7 separate regions of the Mus musculus genome follow, and all the other regions are linked to region 1. A link is a contact called in public promoter capture Hi-C and targeted proximity ligation data. All regions are on one chromosome and are shown on one strand. The core of a region is the stretch at or near the end of the contact, and the rest is flanking DNA. Distances in the headings are between cores, read along the strand shown. Region 1 holds the start of Sipa1 (signal-induced proliferation associated gene 1). Region 2 holds the start of Cabp2 (calcium binding protein 2). Region 3 holds the start of Tmem134 (transmembrane protein 134). Region 4 holds the start of Clcf1 (cardiotrophin-like cytokine factor 1). Region 5 holds the start of Grk2 (G protein-coupled receptor kinase 2). Region 6 holds the start of Trpt1 (tRNA phosphotransferase 1). Region 7 holds the start of Kcnk4 (potassium channel, subfamily K, member 4).

Evidence for each region. Promoter capture Hi-C pulls out the DNA fragments that hold promoters and counts their contacts.
Region 2: a targeted proximity ligation map of pancreatic cancer cells shows a contact between it and region 1. A contact is called at or near these places in 1 of 39 promoter capture datasets (liver) and 1 of 130 datasets of targeted methods (pancreatic cancer cells).
Region 3: a contact with region 1 is called in a promoter capture Hi-C map of liver, with 7 times the contacts expected there. A contact is called at or near these places in 4 of 39 promoter capture datasets (the SN4741 cell line, liver, neutrophils and 1 more) and 1 of 130 datasets of targeted methods (pancreatic cancer cells).
Region 4: a contact with region 1 is called in a promoter capture Hi-C map of neutrophils, with 5 times the contacts expected there. A contact is called at or near these places in 3 of 39 promoter capture datasets (liver, neutrophils and pre-B cells) and 2 of 130 datasets of targeted methods (microglia and pancreatic cancer cells).
Region 5: a promoter capture Hi-C map of liver shows a contact between it and region 1, with 5 times the contacts expected there. A contact is called at or near these places in 3 of 39 promoter capture datasets (liver, neutrophils and pre-B cells).
Region 6: a promoter capture Hi-C map of liver shows a contact between it and region 1, with 6 times the contacts expected there. A contact is called at or near these places in 4 of 39 promoter capture datasets (hippocampal neurons, liver and pre-B cells).
Region 7: a contact with region 1 is called in a promoter capture Hi-C map of liver, with 2.7 times the contacts expected there. A contact is called at or near these places in 2 of 39 promoter capture datasets (liver and pre-B cells).

The regions. Positions count from the first base shown.
Region 1 is chr19:5,662,449-5,664,972 of GRCm38.p6, reverse strand. It overlaps Sipa1 (signal-induced proliferation associated gene 1), which reads left to right and starts at 1,266. Exons shown (of 17, transcript NM_001164480.1): 1 at 1,266-1,369. It overlaps Pcnx3 (pecanex homolog 3), which reads left to right. Exons shown (of 35, transcript NM_144868.3): 35 at 1-338.
Region 2 is chr19:4,081,226-4,083,749 of GRCm38.p6, reverse strand. Cabp2 (calcium binding protein 2) reads right to left here and starts at 1,262. Exons shown (of 6, transcript NM_001160253.1): 1 at 883-1,262. The coding sequence starts at 1,044.
Region 3 is chr19:4,124,699-4,127,222 of GRCm38.p6, reverse strand. It overlaps Tmem134 (transmembrane protein 134), which reads right to left and starts at 1,263. Exons shown (of 8, transcript NM_001078649.1): 1 at 1,183-1,263; 2 at 1,023-1,181; 3 at 102-166. The coding sequence starts at 1,197. It also overlaps a transcript of Aip not described here.
Region 4 is chr19:4,212,978-4,215,501 of GRCm38.p6, reverse strand. Clcf1 (cardiotrophin-like cytokine factor 1) reads right to left here and starts at 1,264. Exons shown (of 3, transcript NM_019952.5): 1 at 1,002-1,264. The coding sequence starts at 1,017. Gm45928 (predicted gene, 45928) reads right to left here and starts at 1,077. Exons shown (of 4, transcript NR_132309.2): 1 at 1,002-1,077. LOC102631992 (a long non-coding RNA gene) reads left to right here. Exons shown (of 4, transcript XR_003952884.1): 3 at 1-2,452.
Region 5 is chr19:4,304,964-4,307,487 of GRCm38.p6, reverse strand. Grk2 (G protein-coupled receptor kinase 2) reads left to right here and starts at 1,266. Exons shown (of 21, transcript NM_001290818.1): 1 at 1,266-1,586. The coding sequence starts at 1,474.
Region 6 is chr19:6,994,873-6,997,396 of GRCm38.p6, reverse strand. It overlaps Trpt1 (tRNA phosphotransferase 1), which reads right to left and starts at 1,266. Exons shown (of 7, transcript NM_153597.2): 1 at 873-1,266; 2 at 620-701. The coding sequence starts at 932. It overlaps Nudt22 (nudix (nucleoside diphosphate linked moiety X)-type motif 22), which reads left to right and starts at 1,360. Exons shown (of 6, transcript NM_026675.2): 1 at 1,360-1,389; 2 at 1,662-2,155. The coding sequence starts at 1,679.
Region 7 is chr19:6,933,247-6,935,770 of GRCm38.p6, reverse strand. It overlaps Kcnk4 (potassium channel, subfamily K, member 4), which reads left to right and starts at 1,256. Exons shown (of 7, transcript NM_008431.3): 1 at 1,256-1,423.

The DNA.
Region 1 (2,524 bases), core at 17-2,516:
TGGCTCTGGTGTCTGCACCCTGATATCTGGCTACTTCAGTGTCACAACTCAGTGACCTAGACTTCTCTCCCTGATCCGTGGCCTGGATCCCAAACTGAGGCAGCAGCCTCCTAGCCAGGCCCTAAGAGCCAAACCCATGGGCTGGTCCCTCATTGGAGCCCATGGCCAGGACTGACTTTGCCTCTGGGGCCTGCACTGCCCCCAAGGCTGGCCTCCTTAGCCTGGACCTGGGGCCCGATATGTGGCAAGGGTGGGTTCATTCGTTCTTTTGTCATTTTTCTTTCTTTTTTTTTCTGTGCTTCAGAGACACCAAATTAATAACACTATTTTTGATTTTGGTTGGCAGTTTTATTTTCTGTGGGACGAGGTGAGGTTGGTAGAGGTGCCGGAGGCAGGGAGGCTGAAGTCAGAAGAGTGTGAGGGATAAGGGGTCAGACTGCTGGGCTCCAGGCAGACATGAGGTGGGATGGGCTGCCTTCCTCACCTGCCTCTGCCTTTCTTTTTTTTTTTTTTTTTTTAATGGTTTAAGAGCTTTATTATAGAAATGCAGGGGGGAAGAGAAAAGGTAGAGAGAGAGAGTGTGTGGGGACGGGGAAGGCTAGAGAAGAAGAAAGAGAAAGGAGAGAAAAGACAAAGGGAAGAGGAGAAAGAAGTGAGAGGATAAAGGAGAGAGCTGAGCCTCTGCTTTTCAAGCAGTCCTCTATGCCCAGGTGGCTCACACATCCATCAGCCTTGATCTTGATCAAAGACTGCTCAACCTCATTTGTTCCAAGCTTAAAGAAAATAACAGGTGAATAGAAAGGATTCTATTTCGTTTTTGAGACAGGGGCTTACTATGTACTCCCTATGTACATCAGGCTGGCCTTGACCTCAGATCCACCTGCCTCTGCCTTCAGAGTGCTGGATTTAATGGTGTTCGCCATTGCATAAATGGTAGCCTGTGTAGATCAGTTATCTAGCTTGGCCCAGCCCTTAAAGAGTGAAATAGTTTCTGGCCCTAATACCTGCTGTCTGCTGAGCCACAGCAGGACACTAAGTGGCCTCTAGCGCTCCAATTGGTCTGGAAGGCAGGTACATTTGTTCCCATTTCTCGGTGAAGTCACTGACTGGGCTAGGACCGGGAGTTAAAAGAGCAGCTGAAGGCTGGGACAGAGAACTTCAGGCTGTCCGGGGCTGCCTAGGTTCCTGTCGGAGGTCCCCACCCACTGTGCTTCCCGCCTTAGACAGCTCCCGGGTAGTCCCGCCCCTCCACTACGTACCGCCTCCATCCTGGCCCCGCCCCCAGGCGGAGCGGAGGCGCCGGGAGCGGTGTGAGCAGGCAGCGGGACCTTGGTGCGGAAGGCAGCGGTGGCCAGCTTGAGCCCGAGAGGTACTGGCGGGATCAGGGATCGGGAGGCACCAGGTTCGGGCTGGATACCCAACAAAGTAGCCTGGACGTGAACCCTTGTAGTGTGGGGAGGAACGGGACTATTGGCTGCTTTCGCTACACGTACCCCACCCAACCTCCTGCCCCAGTCCAGCCCCGAGTCAGCACGTCCAGTGTTCTGTCTCCTGCTGGCAGCTCCCACTCCCTCCTCTGCATGAGCAGATTCAGAGCTCCACTGAGTGGATTCATTGGTTCTGGACTTTTCTCAGCAATGCTGGCAGCTGCTCCTGCTGCTGAGTGTGTGGGGCTCCCCCTATTCTGGGGCTCCCCTTTTCCCAGTGTGACCTCTTTCCCAGCCTTTGCAATCCTGAGTCTGGCCTGGGAGGAAACATCTGCAGCACTCCCTGGCAACAGAAATAGGGTCACGACCTCCAGATGTGCTGGGAAGCATCCAGCGCCTCCTCCTGGGGCAGCCAGGCCTTCCGGATCTGTGGGGGCGGGGCACCCCCCTTTTCCCCCCTCAGTGACACAGGCTGCAAGGAATGTCCTGGCCTCAATGGACCTTGTGTGAAGATGAGGGGTGGGGGGCAGAGCCCAAGTACACCCCTTAAGGCAGGGCCAGAACAAGAGGGAGCTCCTGGACTGGGCTGCACACATTCCCAGGGCTCCTCCCGGCACTGCGGCCTCAGTCTGTGCCCACAGCTTGGTCTATGGACCTGGGGCCTGCACAGTTCACACACGGACATAGTTGGCTTCACCTTTCAGTTTCCAAGGAGTCTTCAAAGAACTCATGAAGTGCAGCATCAGAGCTTATCCTAGAAGACAGACAGACAGACAGGAAGACCCTGAGGAGGTCTGCTCTTGTTTGGTTCTGGAGACCCAGCTGAGGGGCACCGTGGAGCTGCTCCCTGTCCCCTCCCAGCCTGGCCCCCTTGATGCCACTGGATGATGCAAAAAAAAGTACTAATGGAGGCCTGCCCCTGCCCCAGCTGTTGGCTCCATTCCTAGCTCACGCCGAGGTAGGCTCGGCCTTCTCACACCTTTTGCACCTGCCTAGTGTAGCTTCACCACATTTCCGCACTTAGTAGGTCCCTGGGGCCTTGGGTGTTTCAGCCTTACATCCTGTGAGACCTTGAGCCTCTCCCGTCTCCCCTCACA
Region 2 (2,524 bases), core at 13-2,512, 1.6 Mb after region 1:
CACAGATATCCCTCCATCTCCTCTGGAGCCAATCTCTCATCCAGCCCAGTACCCCAGGTCTCTGGGTACTACCTGCCCAGTGCATTGGCCACCCAGGTTTCTGGCCTTATGTCTCTCCCCTTCACCTTCCTACCTTAGACCCCCGGTGCCATGGCGTCTTGGCACAGTTCCCCATGGGTCTCTGAACCATGCCAGGCCCGGAGTCCTGGGAGGATGCTGTGGATTCTGCCAGCCCCCTGCTGTTTCCAGGGACAGCCTGGGAGCACTGGAGAGGATTTTCCTGGGGTTTTGTGGGCAAGATCAGGAGCGGGTGGGCAGGCGGGGAGCCCTGGGCCCGGGGCTTGGGCCCTAATCCAATCCGGGATTATCTCTGAGTATCTCTGTGAGTGTGTGTGTGGGTTTACTCAGAGCAAAGGCCCCCTGGAAGGCACAGTCTCCCAGCTCTTCCCTCGGGAGGGTCTTCTGATCAGCCCCCCCTCCAATCAGCCCCTCTCTCAGCCTTACACTAATCTCCCCCAATCAGCACCTTCAGAAGCAGGCTTGGATCCCTCCAGAAGAAGTAGGCACCCAGTGCTTGGATTCCCAGTTCTCCCAATGTGTCAACTGGGAGCTGGGAGATGAAGTCCTCAGGGAGAGAGAGAGCCTGCTTGCTTTTATCTTGGCCCATTCTGGAGTTCCTGTGCACCCCTATCAAAACCCTGTATCCATTCAGGGCTTGTCATGGTGCATGAAGGGCTCCCTCAGCATCAACAGAGATGGCAGGCGGATCCCCTAACTTCTCCTGACCACTCTGGTCACCTGTATGTGGACTTGGTTCTAGGTGTGTTTTATAGCCAGCTGGGATTTGGGGTCCTTTAGAAAAGAACATTTCCTGCCCCTTACCTGTCCGTAGGCAGCCTGCACCTGGGCTTCCAGCTCACGGAGAAGGGCCCTTCTGCGAGTAGTGGGGCTGGCTAGGTCTTGGCTGGGTCCTGCAGTGCCTGAGGATGGACTGGAGTCTCCTTCAGGGAGGCTGCCATCTGTTGGGCCCTCCGGTAGGGCCATGGATGTAGGTGTGGTACGTTTTCTGTTCCAGCTGGGTCTCCTCCACCTGTAGGTCGGTGGCTCAGTGCAAGCTGTGGCTATGTTTTTGTTTCTAGCTCTGGGGGTTAGAAGAGCCCGAGTCCTCTAAGGTCACTGTCTTCTTCCATTGCTGCTCCCATAATCCATCTTTGAAATCTTCACCTACCTCCTAGAGTGCTTCCCAACCTTCACAGGACCACAGACTCCACCCTGGGGCTCCTCGCTGATCCAGGTGGCCAGGCTCCCACGCTGGCTGGCCTCCTTCAGTCCCATATCCTGCCTGCACTTCTCTGGTTCGTGGTCCTAACACATTCTTCCTGCTCCGTATCCTGCTTGCTCTCCATCTGCTTTGGCTTGGCCTATGCTATGTCTTGGTAGACCAGTACTCTCAGGACCCTCAGGCCCTCTCAGTCTCTCTGTTCCCCTCAGTTTCTCTCTGTGCCTTAACCTCTCTCTGTCCCCCTCAACCCCTCTCTGTCTTTGTCTCTCTGTCTGTCTCTCTATCTCTTTCTCTCTGTCTCTGTCTTCCTGTTTGTCTCTGTGTCTTTGTGTCTCTCTGCCCTTTCTGTGTGTCTCTCTGTGTCTCTGTTTCTCTGCCCCTGTCTGTTTGTCTGTATGTCTCTGTCTGTCTGTCTCTCTATTTGTCTCTGTCTGTCTGTCTGTCTGTCTCTGTCTTTGTCTTCCTGTCTCTCTCAGTCTCTGTGTCTCTCTGTATCTCTGTTTCCCTGTCTCTGCTTCTCTGTCTCTGTCTGTCTGTCTGTCTCTCTGTGTGTGCTTGTCTGTCCATCTATCTGTCTCTCTGCCCTTTCACTGTTTTACAGGGGCTCTTTCTCGGTTTGCTCTACCTGTTTGCCCTTTCCACCCCTCCACCATTCTCTTTCCCAGGACAGCTCCAAGATTCTGGAAAAGTATGCCACCTGCTCCTCTCTTCCCCATCTGGAGTCCCAGGATACCTCTGTTTCCACCTCTGCTTCCCCACCTCCTGGGTGAACCACCCCCCTGACCTGTAAGCTCTTCTCAAGGAACAAGAATAAAGGTGCCACACAGACCCTTGCCCCTTGCCACACTGCAGCCACTCACCACACAGCAGCTTACTCTCACTTCCAGAATGAGGTCAGCTGTGGCCTGCTGGCCTGTCGTGGGCCCCTCATGATTTATTCACATGCCCTCTGCACCAGCCTTTGTCCCAGGGAACCAGATCCCATGCCATGTCTGCCATCTGAGCTAGTGACTCTATCATCGATTCAGTGACTAGCTTGCAAACATCAAGGACGGGAGGGAGAGTGGGGAGAGAGGCAGGGCCTATATCTCCCTTGGTAGAGTGCTTGCCTAGCATACAGAAAGACTCTGAGCTCAACACAGTACAGAAAAAAAAAAAACTGGACAAAGTGTTGTACACCTGTAAAATACCCAGAGGTAGAAGTATCAAAATTCAAGGTTATCCTTGGCTACATAGTAAGTT
Region 3 (2,524 bases), core at 14-2,513, 1.5 Mb after region 1:
ACAGGTAAGTGCATCTGGTTGGGACTGGGCAGGTCCTTGCAGACAGGAGCCTGAGACACGGGGCCTGGGATAAGAAGGGTGGGTCCCCACCTGGCCCTGACCTGGTGCTGACTCCCCCATCCGGCTCCGGAGAGGCCTGGGCTCCGTCCTCATCATTTTCCAGGTTCTGTTACAGGACATAAGGTTCAGATAAGCTTCAGGAATGGGCCTTTCCACTGCCCTCTGGGGGGAGGAGAAAGGCAGCCTGACAGCTTCTGCCTGGCACATCTGGCAGCTGCTCTCCTGCCTCTCCCTGCCCTCCCAGCGGAACCGGTTTGATGATTCAGAAACCAAAACCTGGGTAGGAAGTAGGTGGCTGTTGGGGGCTTCAGCACAGAATCCAGCAGGGGTGGGCTGCCAGCATGGATCCCAGGAGCAGGTGACCACTCAAATGAGGCTCTCAGGATTTTTCAGGGACCCAACATAGAGACTTTGGATTTGGTATAGCATAGCACAGGCCTCTGGGTCTTACGTCCTAAAGAACGATAGGGTTGGGGGAAGCTACCTGAGACAATGATTTATGGTGTGGTTTAGTATGAAGAGATGGGCAAACACATCATGTGTGGGGACCTCCACTTTTAGGGTGATTCTCAAAGCAGAGGGGATGCGGAGGCTCCATAGGTCACGTGATCTGGGGCTCAAGGGATGCTGTAAATATCGACAAGGTCTGGTTCAGATTGGAAGTACTCCCCAAACTCCTCGGAGTGATATTGGGGTGTCAGTCTTCAAGACAGGTGGGTTCTACACTGTTGCTAAGGCCTGGGTTCCTAGTCCGAGTTTCCGGCTCTCCACAGCTGCACTGGAACCGAACTCAGAGCTCAGAGGGCAAGGACATAAATCTGGATGAGCAGACACGTCTAGGGGACAATTTTCCGCTCCGCTGGGGTCTCTAGGCAGAGGCTCCGGAGTTAGAATTCTCCGGGGCCCGGCCTGGGGTTCCGCCCTATCCTGGACAAGAGGGTGAGACGAGCAGGGCCGTTCACCTGGTAGCGTAGCCGGGACTGCTTGTCTTCATCAGCCACCTCGAACCGAGCCCGGCGTTCGAAGTGCAGCGGCCCGAAGCGGGCGACCCCGCTGGACTCGGGCTCAGGCCCCGCGTCCTCCAGGGTCAGCTCGAAGGCATCATCGATGCTAAACTGGGGGCCGGGCGGCGCTCATGGCCCCCGCCGGCCTAGGCGCCCAGCGCCGCCGCCATTTGAGCCCGCCACGGCCCCGCCCACCAAACAGGGCCCGCCCTCACAGGGCCCGCCCCGTCTCCCTGGGAGCGAAGATCTGCCCTCTACAACCGCCCCGCCCTTGCCCGCTCCTCCTCTGCAGGCCTGAGCAGCAGAATGCAGAGTTGCTTCGGGATCGCGTCAGAGTCTCGCGGGTAGCGGGACTCGCGGCGCCCCCCAGAGGTTCCCTTGGTGAGCGACAGCCCCGGCTGTGACCAGGACCGATCTAAGCTTGTGCTTGTAAGGGAGGGGGGAGGGGAGGAGGGGGGACGGAGGGACGGGGTGTGTGTGGTGTGTGTGTGTGTGTGTGTGACGGGGTGTGTGTGGTGTGTGTGTGTGTGTGTGTGTGTGTGTGTGTGTGACGGGGTGTGTGTGGTGTGTGTGTGTGTGTGTGTGTGTGGTTGCTTTCTCTGCCCAGGGGTGTGAGGTGTGTGTGTGGTTGCGTGGTGTGTGTGTGTGTGTGTGTGTGTGTGTGTGTGGTTGCTTTCTCTGCCCAGGGGTGTGAGGTGTGTGTGTGGTTGCTTTCTCTGCCCAGCAGCTCAAACCTCATGAGGTAGCCTGGATTCCAGTCCGCACTCCAGTGCCATAGAAACTCTTGGACCTGTTCCTCCATCCTACTCACCACAGCTTCCAATGGAGGGGTGTCCTTGTCATTTTTCAGATGTGGACACTGAGGCTCAGAGCTTATATTGTTTTCTCCAATTCAGAATACATGGGGCAGCTAAAGTGATTAAAAAACAATCTTTCTAGCACTGAGTCTGCATTCCCTTCTATCTTTTTTTCTTTTTTTTTTTTGGTTTTCTTGGAAGAGGAGCTCCCTATTTAGCTCACTCTGGCCTTGAATTCCTGATCTTTTTGCCTTAGCTTTTATAGTACTGCTTTCTCTTCAGTGCTCAGGAGTGTTTGGAACTGAATAGATGTATAAATAATAGTAAATATCGGTGGCAGTTTGTCAAAGTGCTACGTCTGAAATTTGAACCCATATCTTTCTAGCTTACAAAGTGTTTGCCCTCCTCCACGTCCAACCGCCCTCACATTTTATGATCTCCCATAAAGAACTGAGTCAACCCAACTTCTCATTTTATGGTTAAAGAGGCTCCTCTCTAGTTGTGGTCATTCATTCCCCCCCCCCCATTCCCTCCATCCCCATCTTCCTCCCCTCCCCTTCTTCTCCCAAGACCTGGCCTCACTGAGTTTCAACCCAGCCTGGCTCTTACGTGGCATTGTCTTCTGTATGGATGTGTTTGCAGTGTACAAACATGGGCTCCTGT
Region 4 (2,524 bases), core at 15-2,514, 1.4 Mb after region 1:
CTTGTGTGGCCCCGGCGCCCCCGGCCCCGCCCCCCCGTTCGCTCCCTTCCCGGCGGCGGCGGGGGCGGAGGCGGGGTCCGGGCGTTGGGCTTCGGGGCTCGGCTGAGCCGCTGCCCGCTCCGGCGCGTCCACTCCCTGCCTGGCCCGCCCTCCTGCCACGGGCCGCCTAGCCAGGCAGCCGCTCGAGGGGCTGCCGGCAGTCTCGGCGCTCCCGGCCGCTGACGGACTTTTTCCTGCTGGGTCCGGCCAGGCTGCGTCTCCCCCACAACACCCTCCTGCAGTAATCACTCCCAGGCCACCGCGGGCTCGGGGCCCCGGCCACCCCGCCGCGCCTACCTGCCTCTGGCTCCCAGGCGGTGGGCAGCATGGAGGGCTCCGGCCACGCCGCGCGCAGCGTAGTAACCGGAGTCCCGTGGCGGCCCGGCCCGGCCCGGCCCGGCCCAGCTAGGTTTGCTCTGCCCTCCGCCCTCCTCTCGCGCGCCCTCCTGCCCTCCCCGCGGGCCGAGGAAGGAGTTCAGCGCGGCCCGAGGTGTCGGCCTCCCCCTCGCTTCCCGCTGCTCGGCCGCGGGCTCCCCCTCTGCCTCTCTCCCTCCCTCTTCCTCTCCTGGCCCCCTCCTCCCTTGCGCCGCGGCCCCCCCCCCACACCCTCGCTGCCCGCCTCGGACTCGCTCGCCCCGATTCTGGCGCGGGGCTCTGTGTCCGCGGGTTCCCTGGGACCCCGCCTCGCCGCGGCTCCAGGTGGCCGCCCGTCCAGGTCTGAGGGTTGTCCAGGCTCCCCGCCGCGTTCTCAGCCACCTCCTGGCTCCGCCAAGCGGACTCCAGGAATGCCGCGTCCCCACCCGGCCCCTCTCGAGGGCGCCCGGCCGTACCTCCCCAGCCCGAGCTCTGCTCCCCGGCCCGGCCCGGGCTTGGGGCTCCGAGGGTGGGGAGGAGGACGGGAACCGGATCTCACTGGTGCTGGGCGGGGGCGGAGGCCTCGGCCTCGGACGCCTGGCTCCTACCTGCTCGGAGGTCCATGGGGCTGGGGGCCGGGCCGGCCGGGCGCGGCTCCTCTCCCAGAGGCTGGCGGAGTGGGAGGGCGAGCCGCGGCTCCGGCGAAGCTTTAATAATCCCATCCGCCAGGCCCACTCGCAGGTTTTTTTCTCTCGGTTTCGCATTTTTTTTTCGGTGTGGGACATTCTGCAAACTTTTTTTTTTCTGACGTGTAAAGCTGTAACCACAAATTGTAGCAGCCCTCCCCGGGTGGGGGGAAGAGGGGGGAGGAGGGAAGGGAGGGCTTCTGGGGCTCCTCTCCCTCCCACAACACTGAGGGGGGGGGTGGTGAGGTGAGGCAAGGCTGCGACGGTACCACCCTAGGCCTCCTGGGGGAGGGGGCAGGGAGGGCATCGTCCCTCGGCAAACTCCTGAGAGCTTGGAAAGGGAGCTGGCCTTGGTGTGGGCTTCTTCCTTGGTGTCGGCCAAGGCATGCTGGCCTTCTTCCCTCTGCTCATTGCCGGGTTGAGGGTCCCTGTACCCACTCTACCTCTGCCTCTTCATTCTAACCTTCCCTCCCCCTCCCACTTGAGTAAATGCAATGACACATTCTCTCAAATGCCAGCAAGCTGGCCTCCAAGCAAGTGATGGTGTTTTTCCTGCTGCCCTTTGTCTGGGCTGACCGCCCCCCTTGCCTATTGTCCCGCCACTTGTCCCACTTCCAAAAGCTAGAGCTAAGTGTGGCGCCAGGGGCTGGGGCAGGTGACTAACCAGCTCACAATGCCCCCTGAGGAGGGGAGAGGGCACCAGGGCCCAGCTTCTCAGTCAAGTTCACAAGGGTTTTCATTCTTCCCGGTGACCAGGGAGAGTGCACATGGGTGGGGGATTTGTAATTCATTAATCAGCACAAGGCACCGGACCAGTTTCAACACCAGAGGCTTCACGGGTGACTCAGCGGGAACTCGAAGATTCAAGGCCATGGATAGACCCAGCATCCCGTTAGTGAAAAGCTTCCCCATCGAGACATTTGGCATCCTCTTCCCTTTGGGGGTTTGGGTTGTTGGTTTTTCCGGTGGTGAGGTAGGGGTGGTTTGGCTAAGAGCATTCTCCCTCCTTCCCCTCAGGCCTGGGTTGGGACTTTCTGAGTGGGAGACCTAGGGGACCCATAAGCCTAGACCCTCCCAGGAGGGTCTCCTTTCCTCCTCCTTCCTCCCTCTCCAGAGGGCTGCCAGGGAGAGCGAGGGAGCATGAGAGCTAGTGCAGAGGAAACAGCTGTCATCTGGGGCTTGGAGGCAGCCCCATTCTGTGATTTTTCTTGGGGGACAGTCATTTGGTCCCCAAGTCTTGGGTGCTTGTAGAAGCATTCCACCAATTAAGTCATCTGATAAGTTGCTGTGTTGTTTCTCTGTAGTCTCACCAGGGGTAGATAGCGGTGGCAGCCAGCCGTGGAAGGTGATGCCTGTCTCTGGAATGGCATGAGGTATTCACCCCCCCCCCCACTTCTGCTGGGACCCCTGGGAAAGGAGGGCACTCTGCCAGTCCAACACAGCCC
Region 5 (2,524 bases), core at 17-2,516, 1.4 Mb after region 1:
AGAGGACTCTCAGGAGGCTGTAGTGGTGACCTAGGAAAGGAGAAGTAGAGGCAGGATCTGTCTAGAGATGTCGTCCGCTGACAACCTTTCTCCCCTAATAGGATTTGTTTTCTTCTGAAGGAGTCAAGAAGTCAGGGGAGTCGGGATACTTGCTTTGCTGGACACGAACTGGCAGGAGAATCAGGTTCTAAGTGTCCATGCCTGGGGTGGGAGTGTCCTGGCAGCCTGGAAAGCAAAGAGGTGCTCTAGAGAGGTGTGCAGTTTAAATTGCTTTCACTCATTTGCTTAAGACGGGGTCTCACTCTATAGCCCTGGTTGGCTTTGACTTTACAGAAAGACACCTGCTTTTGCCTCTCGTGTGCTAGCCAGGTAAAGTAGACAGGAGTTGGCCAAGGAAGAAGGCACAGAAGGGCTCAGTGGGTAAAATGTTTGCCACCAAGCCTGAGGACCTTGAGTTCCATCCCTAGAGACCCATGTGGTAAAAAGAGAGAACTGATGGTCAAATTGTCTGTCCTCTAACCTCCACATGTGCATACACAATCAATCAACTGATCAGTCAATCGATCGATCAATTAATGAGTTCGGCGTTCATCAGAGTGTGGTTTAATGGACTATGCCTTTAATCCATTTCAGCACTTGGGAGGCAGAGGAAAGCAGATCGCTGTGAATTAGTGGTCTGCCTGGTCTACATAGTGAGTTACAGACTAGCCAAGGCTACACGGGGATACCCTCTCTAAAACAAGAACAACAACAAACGTTCATGTCAGGAGTGCGGCCCAAGCTCTGAGTCTGGGGTCCTGTTGGGAGTTTGAAGTCAGGATTGTCATCTGGTCAGGTCAGGAGTCAGGGGTGGTAATGATGGTGTGACTCTGAGAGAATGTTCAGAAATTTGAGTATAGGAGTCTTGGTCGGTGTCAGGATTCTTGTTAGGACCCACGGTCTTGGCCCTAGTGGAGCGTGCAGTCTAGCATGCTGAGATGGGATCCGCGTTTGTGGTCATGGCTTGGGGTCTGAGGTCATCCTAGAGTCCTTGGTGGAAGACTCAGGTAACAAACCAGGACTGAGACCCGTGTCTCGGACCCGAGCGGTGCAGCCTCTAGGGGGCGCTGTCGCCTGCCCGCCCGCCCGCCGCCCGCCCGGCTCGGCCCCTCGGCGGCTCGCTGGCGCTGTGCGCGGCAGGCGGGGCCGGAGGCGGCGGCGGCAGCTCCGGGGCGCGGGCGAGCGGGTGGTGGTGGTGGTGGCGGCGGCGGCGGCGCCCCGACTGCAGTCCCGGCGGGAGCGGAGCGCGAGCCGGGCCGGGCCCGAGCCGGCGCCATGGGGCGGCGCCGCCTGTGAGCCGGCGACGAGCGAGGACCGGGCGGGGCGGCGGCGGCGCCGAGGCCCACAAGCCGCGCGGGCCGGGCCGGGCCGAGCGAGCGGGAGCGGAGCGGAGCCTCGGGCGGCGGGAGGAACAGCGCCGCCGCCGCCGCCAAGATGGCCGACCTGGAGGCGGTGCTGGCCGATGTGAGCTACCTGATGGCCATGGAGAAGAGCAAGGCCACGCCGGCCGCGCGCGCCAGCAAGAAGATCCTGCTGCCAGAGCCCAGGTGAGCCCGCCTGTGCCGGGCCCCACGCGCCGCCCCGGGATCCCGTGCCCTAGGGACCCCCTCCGCCCCAGGTTCCGGGGACCTTCTGCCCCAGGACCCGGGAACCCCTTCTACTCCGGGGACCTTCTGCCCCGGAGACCCCATTATTCTGGCCGCCCCAGGACCCGGAGACTTCCTCTGTCCCTGCCGCCGCAAGGCTTGGTGTCCGCAAGCCCTGGGCGCCCCAAGTCCAAGCTCCTAGCCCTGGGCCGCCCTGCCGCTTCCTGTATCTCACTGCCCGGCCTGGTCGCTGTCAGCCCCTGACTCTGCTGCAGCCTTCTTTCCACCCTGATGCTTGGCTCTGCCCTCTACCCTCTCGTGTTCCCTTGTGGTTCCCTTCCTCAAGTCTGCCTCTGTTTACCCGATTGTATCACACAGTCTGTTGCTCCCGTTGGTATTCCACTACCCTATCCACTCCCCGTGGAGTGGGTAACACTCTTGTGAGGTTTGTGGAGTGAAGAGGACCAATTTGAAGACTTTTATTTATTTATTTATTTATTTATTTATTTTGCCTTCCCCTATGGTGGGGTCACTATGGGATTGGGTTTGAGAGTGCTTTCTGGGGACAGTGCAGTGTACCATTCCTGAGGGCTGCGCTCCGGTGGGTGAGGGAAGTCCCTACTTTACCCTTTTCCCCACTTGTGGTTCCTTATGGGTACTTTTGACCAGGGGACCTCCCATCCTACAGCAGATGGACCATGCTGCCACCTCTCTACAAGACAACTGATGTCATCGCACCTGGTATCAAAGTTTAAACTGTCCAGGATGTGGGTGCAGAACAGGGCAGGATGTGAGAGGTGTAGCTGGGGCTTGTCCAGTATATTATGGTAAATAGACTTATCTTCCTATTTGAGCTGCACAGGAGACCAGAGAGCGAGTGAGACAGGTGTAGTTTTGTT
Region 6 (2,524 bases), core at 17-2,516, 1.3 Mb before region 1:
CCAAAATGAAAAATGAGGCTTTCTAGATGGTGCCACAATTAAAAAAAGCACTGGCTGTTCTTCCTAAGGACCTGGGGCCGGGTCCCAGCACTCACACGGCAGCTCCCAACCACCTGTAATTCCTGTCCCACTGGAATGCAATGCTCTCTTCTGGCCTCTGCGAGAGCCAAGTATGCACGTGGGGCAGGCAAAACACTCATGCACATAAAAAACCAAAACCAAAACCAAGACAAACAAACAAACAAAACACTACAAAAAGAAACCAGAACAGTGTGTCTGCTCCAGGGAGAGTAACATAGCAAGCACTAAGTATCCGCCCACAGCGGCCATTCAATAAACATCAGTTGTTCAGTATGCTCCTCTGTCCATCCTTGGGAAGTGTTGATTGGGCCAGTTGGTCGAAAGAGACATCATGAAGTCCAGCCTAGACAGGGGCTCCTCTTCCAGAGGATATGAAAGAGGTTCTGGGCCTTGTACATTTTTTCCCCTGTACATTTGGAGGGTGTGTCTATTCTGCATTCCTCTTGGGGCAATGTTAAGAATTAAAGTCGAGGAGACAGAGGTTCCAGTTGCTCTCTGGGCTCCCACCATTCCTCCCAGTTCCAGCATGGTTACTTACCAGCTCGCATGGGAAGTCCCAGCTTCAAGGCCCCGTGGCGAAGGGCATAGGACAGAGCCTTAGACAGCTGCACATTTCGGTCCTGAAAGAGTCCAGTGATGATCTGAGTTTCAGTAGCCAGCCCTGGATGTCCTACTGCTAAGGCAGGCTAGAACAGCGCCCATGGTGCTGCAGTCTACCCCACCAAGAAGCTAAGGCTCAGAGGGTCTCTCCCATGTCCTAGCGTTGTGGGTAAGGCTGGAAAGGTGCGCACCTGTTCCCGGGGTCTATGAGTCCTTCTACCTTCCTTCCTCCTTCCTCCAGGGGCGTTCATGATCAAGACCTGTAGGGAGCAGGGAGTGTGGGTTCTCTGCCCAGAAAGTTACAAAAGCTCAGGATAAGAACCGCACTGCTCATCCCACCCTAGTTCAGCAAGGGAACTTGAGGCCCAGCGGGCGAGACTTGCTCAAGGTCACACTGGCAGCCTCGAGGCCCGAGGGATCCGGACCAGACCCCGGGCCCTGAAATCAGATCACAGCACGGCTGCCCCGGGCACCGGGCTGGCGTATGCGTTGACAAGTAGGTCGGCGGGTCTGCATAGATCTGAAGGGCTCCACTGCGGAGGGCGGGATCCGGACCTGAACACGGACTGGCTAATGGGAAGCCAGGAAAGAAAGGGGCGGGTACTTCCGCTTGGGGAAAGGGGTGGACTTTGGGGGCCGGGCCAGCCGCTAAATTCCGAGATCAAGCTTCCAGATCCTGGGAGTAGATCAAGCGTGTCCAGGTTGGAGGTAGGACTCCTGGAGTTGGGGGGGGGGGGGGCGGGGGCCTTGAGAGTTTTGGGGACCTAGTGCTGCTGGGTGGTAGGGTTGCCAGAGGCTTTAGGGGTTTGGGACAGCAGGATTCCAGGGCGCCTGCTGAGCTCAGTACTCTTGCTGGAATGATGCTCGCAATAAGTAGTCAGGGATCTGCAAAAGGACTGGGGAGCACTCAGGAGTTCTGTGGAAGAGAGGGTCAGCTCGTTTCCTAGAGTGACAGGATGGCCATCTGTGTCCTCTGCCAGAGCTGCCCTGTCAGACTATGGACCCCGAGGTGTCCCTGCTGCTGCTGTGCCCTCTTGGGGGACTTTCCCAGGAGCAGGTAGCAGTGGAGCTGAGCCCGGCTCATGACCGTCGTCCATTGCCTGGAGGAGACAAGGCCATCACTGCCATCTGGGAGACTCGGCAACAGGCCCAACCTTGGATCTTTGATGCTCCCAAGTTCCGCCTTCACTCAGCCACACTGGTGTCCAGCTCGCCTGAGCCACAGCTGCTCCTGCACTTGGGTCTAACTTCCTACCGGGACTTCCTGGGCACCAACTGGTCCAGCTCAGCCTCCTGGCTGCGACAGCAGGGCGCTGCAGATTGGGGTGACAAGCAAGCCTATCTGGCAGACCCACTGGGGGTGGGTGCCGCACTGGTCACAGCTGACGACTTCCTTGTCTTCCTGCGCCGCTCTCAGCAGGTAGCGGAAGCTCCCGGACTGGTGGATGTACCCGGTGGGCACCCTGAACCTCAGGTAAGATGACTGGCTAGGTCCAAAGGCTCAAAATCCAAGCACTCCTGGTCCTGGTTTCCTCTTCTCATAAAGGGAAAACCGGCTTGGTATTTCTGAGCCTGCAGGCGCATGCTCTGCTGTCCAGGAGAATGTGGGGCCCAGCTGAGCACAACCCATGACTCTCCACCACTACTGGGAGGAAACAAGGTGCTCACTGCCATCTGGGAGCCCCAGCCATAAATCTAAGCTGGAACACACCTATGGAAGCTAGGGAACATGGGAGGAGAGACTGAAGGGAGGATGCCTCTTCTTATCCGATCCATGTAATCCTTCCTAGCTGGGCTTCCGATTGCTCTCCTTGGAATAGGTGGGCCTGGGTTAGGGATTGCC
Region 7 (2,524 bases), core at 7-2,506, 1.3 Mb before region 1:
CCAGAGAGAACAGCAGAGGCTCAGACTTCAGCAGTAAGCTGGACAATCACTTTCGGATGGAAGCAGAATTGCTAACATTTTTAGGGCACTTAATTCTGTGTGCTAGGCTTTAAGCATTTATAAACGCTGACCTCAGCTGGGCAGTGGTGGTTCATGCCCTTAATTCAGCATTTGAGGGGCAGAGAAAGGTGGGTCTCTGTGAATTTGAGGTCAGCCTGAACTAGAGAGCAAGTTTCAGGACAGCTAAGGCTCCAAAAACAAACAAATAACAACGAAAAAAAGAGAAAGAACCAAAGTAAAAACCACTGACTTTGTATGTGTGCACAGGCATTGGTGGTTTGCCTACATGTATGTCTGTGTGAGGGTGTCCCAGACAGTAGTGGGTGCTGGGAACTGAACTCTGGTCTTCTGGAAGAAGAGCCAGTGCTCTTAAAGACGGAGCCATCTCTCCAGCCCCCAAATACTGACTTCCTAAATACTCAAAATCAGCACCCAGAGTTAAGTAATCACCCTTTTACTGTAAGTGGGAACTAGGGAGTTTGGTAACTCACCCTGACCCCCTATCATCTGGGTGGTCACTTAAACATACTGACAATTACCACAAAACCCAGTAATGGTAGGGCACACCTTTAATCCCAGCACTCTGGAGGCAAAGCAGGTGGATCTCTGAATTTGAGACCATCCTAGTCTACAAGACAGCCAGGAGTACACAGAGAAACCCTGTCTCAAAACAAAGCAAAACATCCCAACAACAAAAGTACTGACCACAATAGCATGGGATCTCTGAACGCTACAGGAGAGATTTTGTGGAAATCAGTAAAGAAATGTCTCGAGAAACCAAAAAAAAAAAAAAAAAAAAAAGGATATAAAGAAGAAGAAAGAAGGATAAAGACAGAAGAGGACCCGGCTTTAGCTGTTCAGAAAATGCTAGCACTCTTTCTGCTGGAATTGTCAGGCAGCAGATGGTTGGGGGGGGGGGGTGACCCCAGGGCCTGGAGGATCAGAGATGGGAATGCAGCCTGAGCAAGAGGTGCTCTATCAGTGACTTCCTAGAACTAGGACCCAACCCATTCAGCTGGTTAAATCCAGGTGGCCTCAAAGAGAGCTCCCCGTCTTCCACCCCCACATACCCTCTTCTCCCTGGGGGCCTCTCCCTCACAAGTGCTGAGCCCAAGGCCCAGACTATCCTCATGGGCGGAGAAACGAAGGCTCTTCCCAGTCCAGTAATAGACCTAGAAGATTCCAGGAGATGAGTGTGGCGGCTGTCCTGAGCCCCGGGCCAGCTGATGTCCAGGTTAGGGCAGCGTTGGGGCCCCAATCCCAGCCTGGAAGGTTGGACTTCACGTCGACCCTTCTCTGAGTCTTCTGCCACTCACTGGCCTGGACAAGACAGCATTGGGGAGCCCAGAGGCTGCAGGTGCAGGTAAGGGCTGGGTTCAAGGCGGTTGGTGGCGAGAGCCGGTGGCGAGGGTGCGGCACGTAGGGAGACGCAGCTCTGGTAGGGTTAAGCTCCCAAGGAGGGGGCTTTTGAGGGCGGGAGGAGGGGGGTCCTAGTCAGACGGCCGCCGGCGGCTCGGTCTCTGGGCTGCCGCCGGCACCTCCTTGGCTCAGCCCGCACACCCTCGAGGCGGCGCGGGAGACCTGGCCGCAGCCAAAGCCGCAGCCACAGAGTGGGCAGACAGTAAGTGCGGAGCAGGCGCGGGAATGTGGGCTGGATCTCAGGCCCTGGGAGCTGGGAGAAACCGGCAGGGCGGGACACTTCCCGCGCGTGGATGCCTTCCTCGAGTGGTGTGACCGTGCGTCCCGTCGCCGGTCACGCTCGGAGGCGTCGGCGTAAGGACGCGGGGGAGGTGGTGGGAGCAAGCGGCTGGCGTGCGGTGTCACACGGGTTCCGTGTGTGTATCTGTGTGTGTGTGTACGCGAGCGCGCGCATTCGTGCGCGTGGACCTCTAGGGTAGCTCGGCCCTGCGGGCACGCCCATGGTGGTTAGTTGTGCCAGGGTCTGCCGGAGCGTGGTGCAGTGCTATGCCTGCAGCCTGGGCAGCGCGCGGCTAGAGCTGCAGAATGGAATGTGGCTCAAAGATCTTTGTGGCACATGTAGCAGACTGTGTATATGTATGTGTGTGTGTGCCTGCCATCTCCCGCTGCCCCCTAAGTGACAGCTGTCCCGTGGGCTGCTGTATCCGTGCTGCCCTTCCCACCCTGTGCCTTGCTTCTTCTGGGAACTTTGTGCCCACTTTTCCTTTCCCTGGCTCTGGGCCTTGCCTATACCCTGCAGCCAGATCCGCCTTGGGGTTCCTCGAAAGCCCAGCGGGCGGGTGGGGACCCTGGAAGATCCCCGCCCGGTTGATCCCTGCTAGGCTGGAAGGCAGGAGGGGACAGATGCATCTGAGGAGGCTGCCACAGCCGCACTGAGAGAGCCAAGTATGGACCTGCTATTCCTGTCTCCAGTTCTGCAGGCTCCAGCCTCTTCCTATTTCCCCTGGAACTCCCTAGTCTTCCTTTGGTCTTCTCCAAGGCAGGC